Linked DNA regions of Triticum aestivum: region 2 is linked to region 1. Evidence: chromatin contacts called from public Hi-C data. All regions are on one chromosome and are shown on one strand. Each heading gives the region's core, a stretch centred on a gene start, on an enhancer-like site or on the middle of the called end of the contact. The rest is flanking DNA. Distances are from core to core; before and after follow the strand shown.

Region 1 (2,933 bases), core at 322-2,821:
GTGTTGATGATCAGGGGGTGCCTAGAAGCGTGTTTGGGAGGCGCGAAATCATCCCGGGCTCCAAACACACTTAGAGACTCACACTTTTTGGGATGGTGCAGCGCCGGGGTCGGACTATTTTAGCGGATCTCGAGGACCATGTCTCCTTGGATGCTCACACTAGTTGTCTTGACCCAGACGTGGCGACACGTGTGTCGAAGGCATTTATCCTTCTTGAAGGTTACTGAAGAAGTTGACTTAGCCATAAGTTTACAAATTTCATATCTTGAAATGGTTCAGTTGTCGTTATATATGCTATGTAGTCCATTTGTTAGCGGAAGTCCTACTCTCAGCTCGAACTCAAATGCTCTTGCATAAATAGTAAAATAAAAAATTGTTGAAAAAAATTCAAAAAATCAGATTTTTTGTGTGGCAAACATCAAGGAATGTTTTCAGTGCTTATTAAATTTTCAGCATGAAATTACATCGTGAAAGTCGTGGCAAAAAAACATAAAGTACATAATGCTTTTGAAAGTAGCATCTTCGGAGCATCGGTTTTGTTTTTATGCCAAGACTTCTATGAATGATGATGGTTGTGGACATCATGGCCGAGCAGCGACCTTCCTTCCTAAGAAACGAAACAATTCCTATATACCTAAGAGTCGCTCCCACAAACTTATTTAACTAAACATAAGCATGTCACCTCGTCATACAATAATGAATGAGATAAGACTCACGTCAAAACGCAATCATATAGGAGAAAAGACCCACCACAAAGGTCAAACATGCATGAAATATGTTTCCGATTCAATTATTTTACTTATATTTAAGAAATGTTGTTACAACTATACATAATCAAATACTCCATCCGATTCTAAATATAAGTCTTTTTAGAGATTTCAATATGAACTACAGAGGGATGTATATAGATATATTTTGGTGTGTAAATTCACTCATTTTGCTCCGTCCATAGTTCATAATGGAAACTCTAAAAAGACTTATATTAAGAAACGGAGGGAGTATAATAAATCATATATATTTTAATTTTTTATCCTCATATTCTTAGGCTAAGTTTTCGTCAATCAATTCTCACAGCAACTCATGGGATATCCTCGCTTATTTCCGCCCGCTCTAGTTTTTAGCCGGGCAAACCCTAACCCTAGCACGACTAGGCCGTTGATCCATCTCAAGCGTCTCGAGGCATGTACAGTGAACTCATGATATATAAACAACTGAAAAGCACATAAATCCAAGCTCCAGTAAGCGCACCGGCAGTGGGGCGGCTACAAGTGGTCAACTGGCCCGGTCTGGTATGTTCCTCACCCTTTCCGCGCAAGTGGGCGTGCAACTTGCAGGCCCCTTCCCGCCTGAAACCTGCCTCCCTTCATTCTGGCCTGCTGCGACAGTGACAACCCCCTCCCTCCTCACGGAAGCCGACAACCGGCGCGCCACCAACCTTGGACAAAATCATTAGATCGCTAATCAGATTTGATCTTGATTCCTGAACGAAAGCCAGGTTTTAATACTAGCCTTGAGAAGGACATACGGTGACATCGCAACCAATCTGCATATGGCCCTCCTAGACAGATTCCTAGGTAAGAAAAACCGCGTGAATACACACGTATACCTGCCAGTTCAGTCCTAACAAGCAAACTTTGTAGTGCATGCGTGCTACATTATTGTTGGTATTCTGATGACAATCGAATGGAACATATTCTATCAATCCATCGACGACCAGGCCCGTCCGTGAGAAGAGACGTCTTGCATCTACAATCTGATCTGGTGTGAGAATTATTATTATTTTTTGACAGAATCTGGTGTGGGAATTTGACTCAGTATCAAGACCAGTTCAGTCACTCGTAGTATTACGCTGCAGGTTCCAACCGATTGCAGAGATCGTGCCCCGTTACTTTGTCAGATTGAGAAACAGTAAAATGGAGCGAGCTACGCCTCCTCTCAGTGTTTTGGTTACGCCCGCCATCCGATCGCAACCTCAACGGACCAGATCTCTACCATCGTCCCACAACGTCATCTTGGGCTTTTCCAATTGCCTGACTCAGTTATACGTAGACAGGGCTGCTGCTCCGCAGAACGATCCAGACGCCTGCTCGTGAATTGGGCTAACGTGTACCGATGTTCTATATGGGCTTTCTTTCTCGTATTTATCTTCTGTGCTCGGCGTCCATTATTAGGCTCGGCGACGGAGCTCGGCTTTCTCCCTCCCGTAACCGCTGCTTGTCGTGCGCGTTTTCCTTGCGTCACGGGTGTGCTTCGCAGCAGCTCACCCAAATCCATGGCTACCATGACTCGCCCACCGACGTCGTCCCACCCAAATCCATGGCTGAGATTTACCCATGGATCTTGAAGGACGCCCAGAATTTGGTCAGCAGGGCACTTGACTTGTAGATCCAATCTGTCGCGAGAAGAGAACTGCAAATCCTACTCCACCGATGCAACCCGCGGCCGGCGGCCACCAATGGTCAGATGTTCATCACCTCAACCTGATGGAATGCAGGAGCAACCCTCCTCCCACATCCTTGGTGCTCGAGAACGTTCATTGTGCAATGCCTCTCTACTCTTTGTTCTCAGGTTGACTATCGGAAAGCAATATTTTCAACTTTTTTTGTGGATCAGTCTCCATGGCGTGCACCAGCCTCATTTGCAGGAGGTTGAAGTGTTTTAGCACGGATTAACATTAACATAGTAAATCTTCGATATATATGTGCACCTTATGGTAAGTTGAATTCCAGTTGCCAGGAATACTATATAATACTTTCATCAGGAACACTATAGTAAAACGAATTCCAGTTTCAGGCCAAAGTATTGCATGGAGTGCAAGGTGAGTGCTCATGTCTTAGCTGAACCAGTTGCCCAAGATTGCACATCTGAACCTGATCTTACTTTAAATTAATTAAAGAAATGACCAACGGAGTGGCAATAGACAAGGAGATGTG
Region 2 (2,933 bases), core at 296-2,795, 280 kb before region 1:
AAACCAAGGAAATTATAAGGAGGACAAGAACAAAAATGAGAAGTACAATACCAAGTCTGAGTTAGTTTGTCCAGAATTTTAATGCCAAAGGATGACTTCGAGTCATCATCTGTTCTGCCAATTACATACTGCAAAAAAAGAAAGTGTAGTTACAATCTAGCTTTATAGTTTAGAGTGCTCCTTAGTATGATAAACACTACAGCCACATGGGAAAAGATTATGGAAAACAGTAGGTGTAAGTTAGTGCAGCCAGTGAGCCAGATAAGTACAAGAAGGTCATTTGGTACCATATATTATACCTACAGTAACTTTATAATTATTAATGAAACAAACAGCTCAGCTCTCCTTTTGATCTCAAAAAAAAGGTGGCATATCTTGCTTGATGTTCCAATACTAGCACAACACATTCTTGTTACATCTCTACCAAAACCAATGTGATATCGCCAAAACAGTTGCCAGCTTTCTAAGCTCAATCTTATTAATTTGTAAGTAACATAATAGAGGTGATGGCTTCAACAACTATGAACAAGAAAATAGTGGCAGTCAAACATATCTAAAATCAAATTGAAAGCATATGTATATGCGTTGACTTATTCAAGGGACTCACTGTCTTATCGCCAACAACTATGGCATTCTGTTGGCAATCCTTGGACCCCAAGGTGATGGGGTCAACGCGAAACTCAGGAGCCTCTTCACCCTGTTTATCACATCAAACCAAAATTTGGAGTCTGTTAGGCACGATACCTAATATAATCTCCGCCTAATCTTCCTTGACATGCTACCTAACTACAACATGAAAAGAACAGAGAAAAAGGAGCGCATAAAAAGCTAGTGATGAACTCACCATAAAATAAGCCGTGATCGGGAGCAGATGCTACGAGCCTGGCGTCCTATTCATAAAAGTGAGCATAAACAAATGATCAGGAAAAAAAGGTTTAAACAGTAGATTGATTTACTCAGAGTATAAGTCCCAGGTGGATGAATTCACCCCAACATCCACCGCCAAAAGAAGAAGCGAACCTTTCATTTGCTCTCACACATTTCAGGAATCAAGCTTTCCACAACGAGGACGACAGGCTACGCGACCAAAGCTATACTAATCACGCGCCATTACCATTCCAAGGCTAGATCCAACGAAACGCAGCCACTAATAGGGGGTGCCGCCTTCCTAAGAACCAGGCACCAACCACCGTCGCGACCATTCCAGGAACAGTCGAGGAAACCCTAAATCGAGCCGTGCAGGACCGAAAACCAGATACGGGCGGGCACAAACCTCGCTTCCCCGACGAGATCCCGCGATCCCGGCGCCGCCCCGAGCTGGAGGCCGAGAAACGAACGAACGTGATAATGAATGTCGCCGCGGCGGCGGCCGGTGCGACGGGGCGGTCAGCGCGGAGGAAGGAGGGGGTCGAGGCGACGGCGCTGGGATGGGAGGGGGGAGGGATCAAATAGGGGCAGGAGCCCTCTCGGGTTGGAATTGGAATTTGGCAGGGAAGAAGCGACGGCGAGGCTGCGGAGTTTTTATACAACTTTTTCTCCTCCCCCTTTTCGCTTTTCATTTCTCCCCTCTCTCTCTCTCCTTTGTATCGATGGAAGCGCATTATTTTGGTCGGATTCGGTGGATCTGGTCTTGTGTCTTGACCCGAACCCCTAGGCCTAGAGCATCGCTTCTTTGCGAGGTAATAGCACCAGGAGTCCCACAACTTGTCCTGAATGTGATGATTTGGTCTCAATCTTACAAAAGGCAATTATTGAGTCACACAACTTGCAGCCAATGTGCAAATTTGGTCCCAGCCAATCAGAGCACTACAAGTGGAGCCTAGTCAGCACAGCCGGTCAGCACAGCGCATTTTGCATTTACCCCCTGGACTTAGCACTAATCAACCCGCACTACAAGTGGAGGAAGGAGCTGGATCCAGCTCGCCGCCATGGTGTCTTGGAGGAAGAGCGGAGCTCTGCTTCCGGCGCACCACCGAGCCCGACGACACAGACCCCCAGAGCGCGGCCAGATGGGCGCCGGCGGCATTCCCTGCCGCCTCCGCCTCCTCCTCCTCCTCGCCGTCGTGCTCCTCCTGCTCCTGTCGACGGCGTCGTGCGCCGACCTCTACGCGGTCGTCTACAAGGGCTGCGCCAACCAGACCTTCGCGGGGGGCGCGCCGCCGCCCACCGTCGCGGCGCTCTCCTCCGCGCTCGCCGCGCAGTCGGCCTCCGCCTCCGTCTTCGGCCTCTTCCAGTGCCGCGGCGACCTCTCCGGCCCGGACTGCTCCTCCTGCGTCGCGCGCGCCATGTCCTCCTGGCGCTACCTCTGCGGCGGCGCCGTCGCGGCCCGCGTCCAGCTCAACGGCTGCCTCGCGCTCTACGAGATCTCCAGCTTCCCCCAGGTCCCCGGCGTTCAGATGCTCTTCAAGACCTGCGGCTCTGGCGGGGGCGCCGCCGGCGCCCCGGACTTCGAGACCCGCCGCGGCACCGCCTTCAGCCCGCTCCTCCGCGCTCGCCGCGCAGTCGGCCTCCGCCTCCGTCTTCGGCCTCTTCCAGTGCCGCGGCGACCTCTCCGGCCCGGACTGCTCCTCCTGCGTCGCGCGCGCCATGTCCTCCTGGCGCGACCTCTGCGGCGACGCCGTCGCGGCCCGCGTCCAGCTCAACGGCTGCCTCTCGCTCTACAAGATCTCCGGCTTCCCCCAGGTCCCCGGCGTTCAGATGCTCTTCAAGACCTGCGGCTCTGGCGGGGGCGCCGCCGGCGCCCCGGACTTCGAGACCCGCCGCGGCACCGCCTTCAGCCAGCTCGAGGGCGGAGCGGGCTCCAGCGCGCGGGGGGGGGGGGGGGGGGGGGGTTCTTCGCCACCAGCTTCCAGCAGGTGTACGCGCTGGCGCAGTGCGAGGGCGACCTCTCCAACGTCGACTGCAGCAACTGCGTCACCCAAGCCGTGCAGCGC

What was found. A called contact is a pair of places that touch in the nucleus more often than the background predicts.
Region 2: a Hi-C map of leaf shows a contact between it and region 1, with 5 times the contacts expected there. The contact joins the promoter of LOC123110857 here to the enhancer-like site in region 1. A contact is called at or near these places in 3 of 5 Hi-C or Micro-C datasets (all in leaf) and 1 of 1 datasets of contacts at active chromatin or transcription factors (leaf).

What each region holds. Positions count from the first base shown.
Region 1 is chr5B:142,426,814-142,429,746 of IWGSC CS RefSeq v2.1, reverse strand. No RefSeq gene overlaps it. Among protein-coding and RNA genes, the nearest start is that of LOC123110855, 17 kb to the right of the region's middle. Within about 2 kb of position 1,571, at least 4 of the 8 cell types and tissues checked have an H3K27ac peak or open chromatin away from gene starts, as enhancers often do. A contact at or near this core is called in leaf, where this site is marked.
Region 2 is chr5B:142,709,248-142,712,180 of IWGSC CS RefSeq v2.1, reverse strand. LOC123110857 (guanylate kinase 1) reads right to left here and starts at 1,545. Exons shown (of 11, transcript XM_044531485.1): 1 at 1,274-1,545; 2 at 845-890; 3 at 608-697; 4 at 52-128. The coding sequence starts at 847. It also overlaps the pseudogene LOC123114706.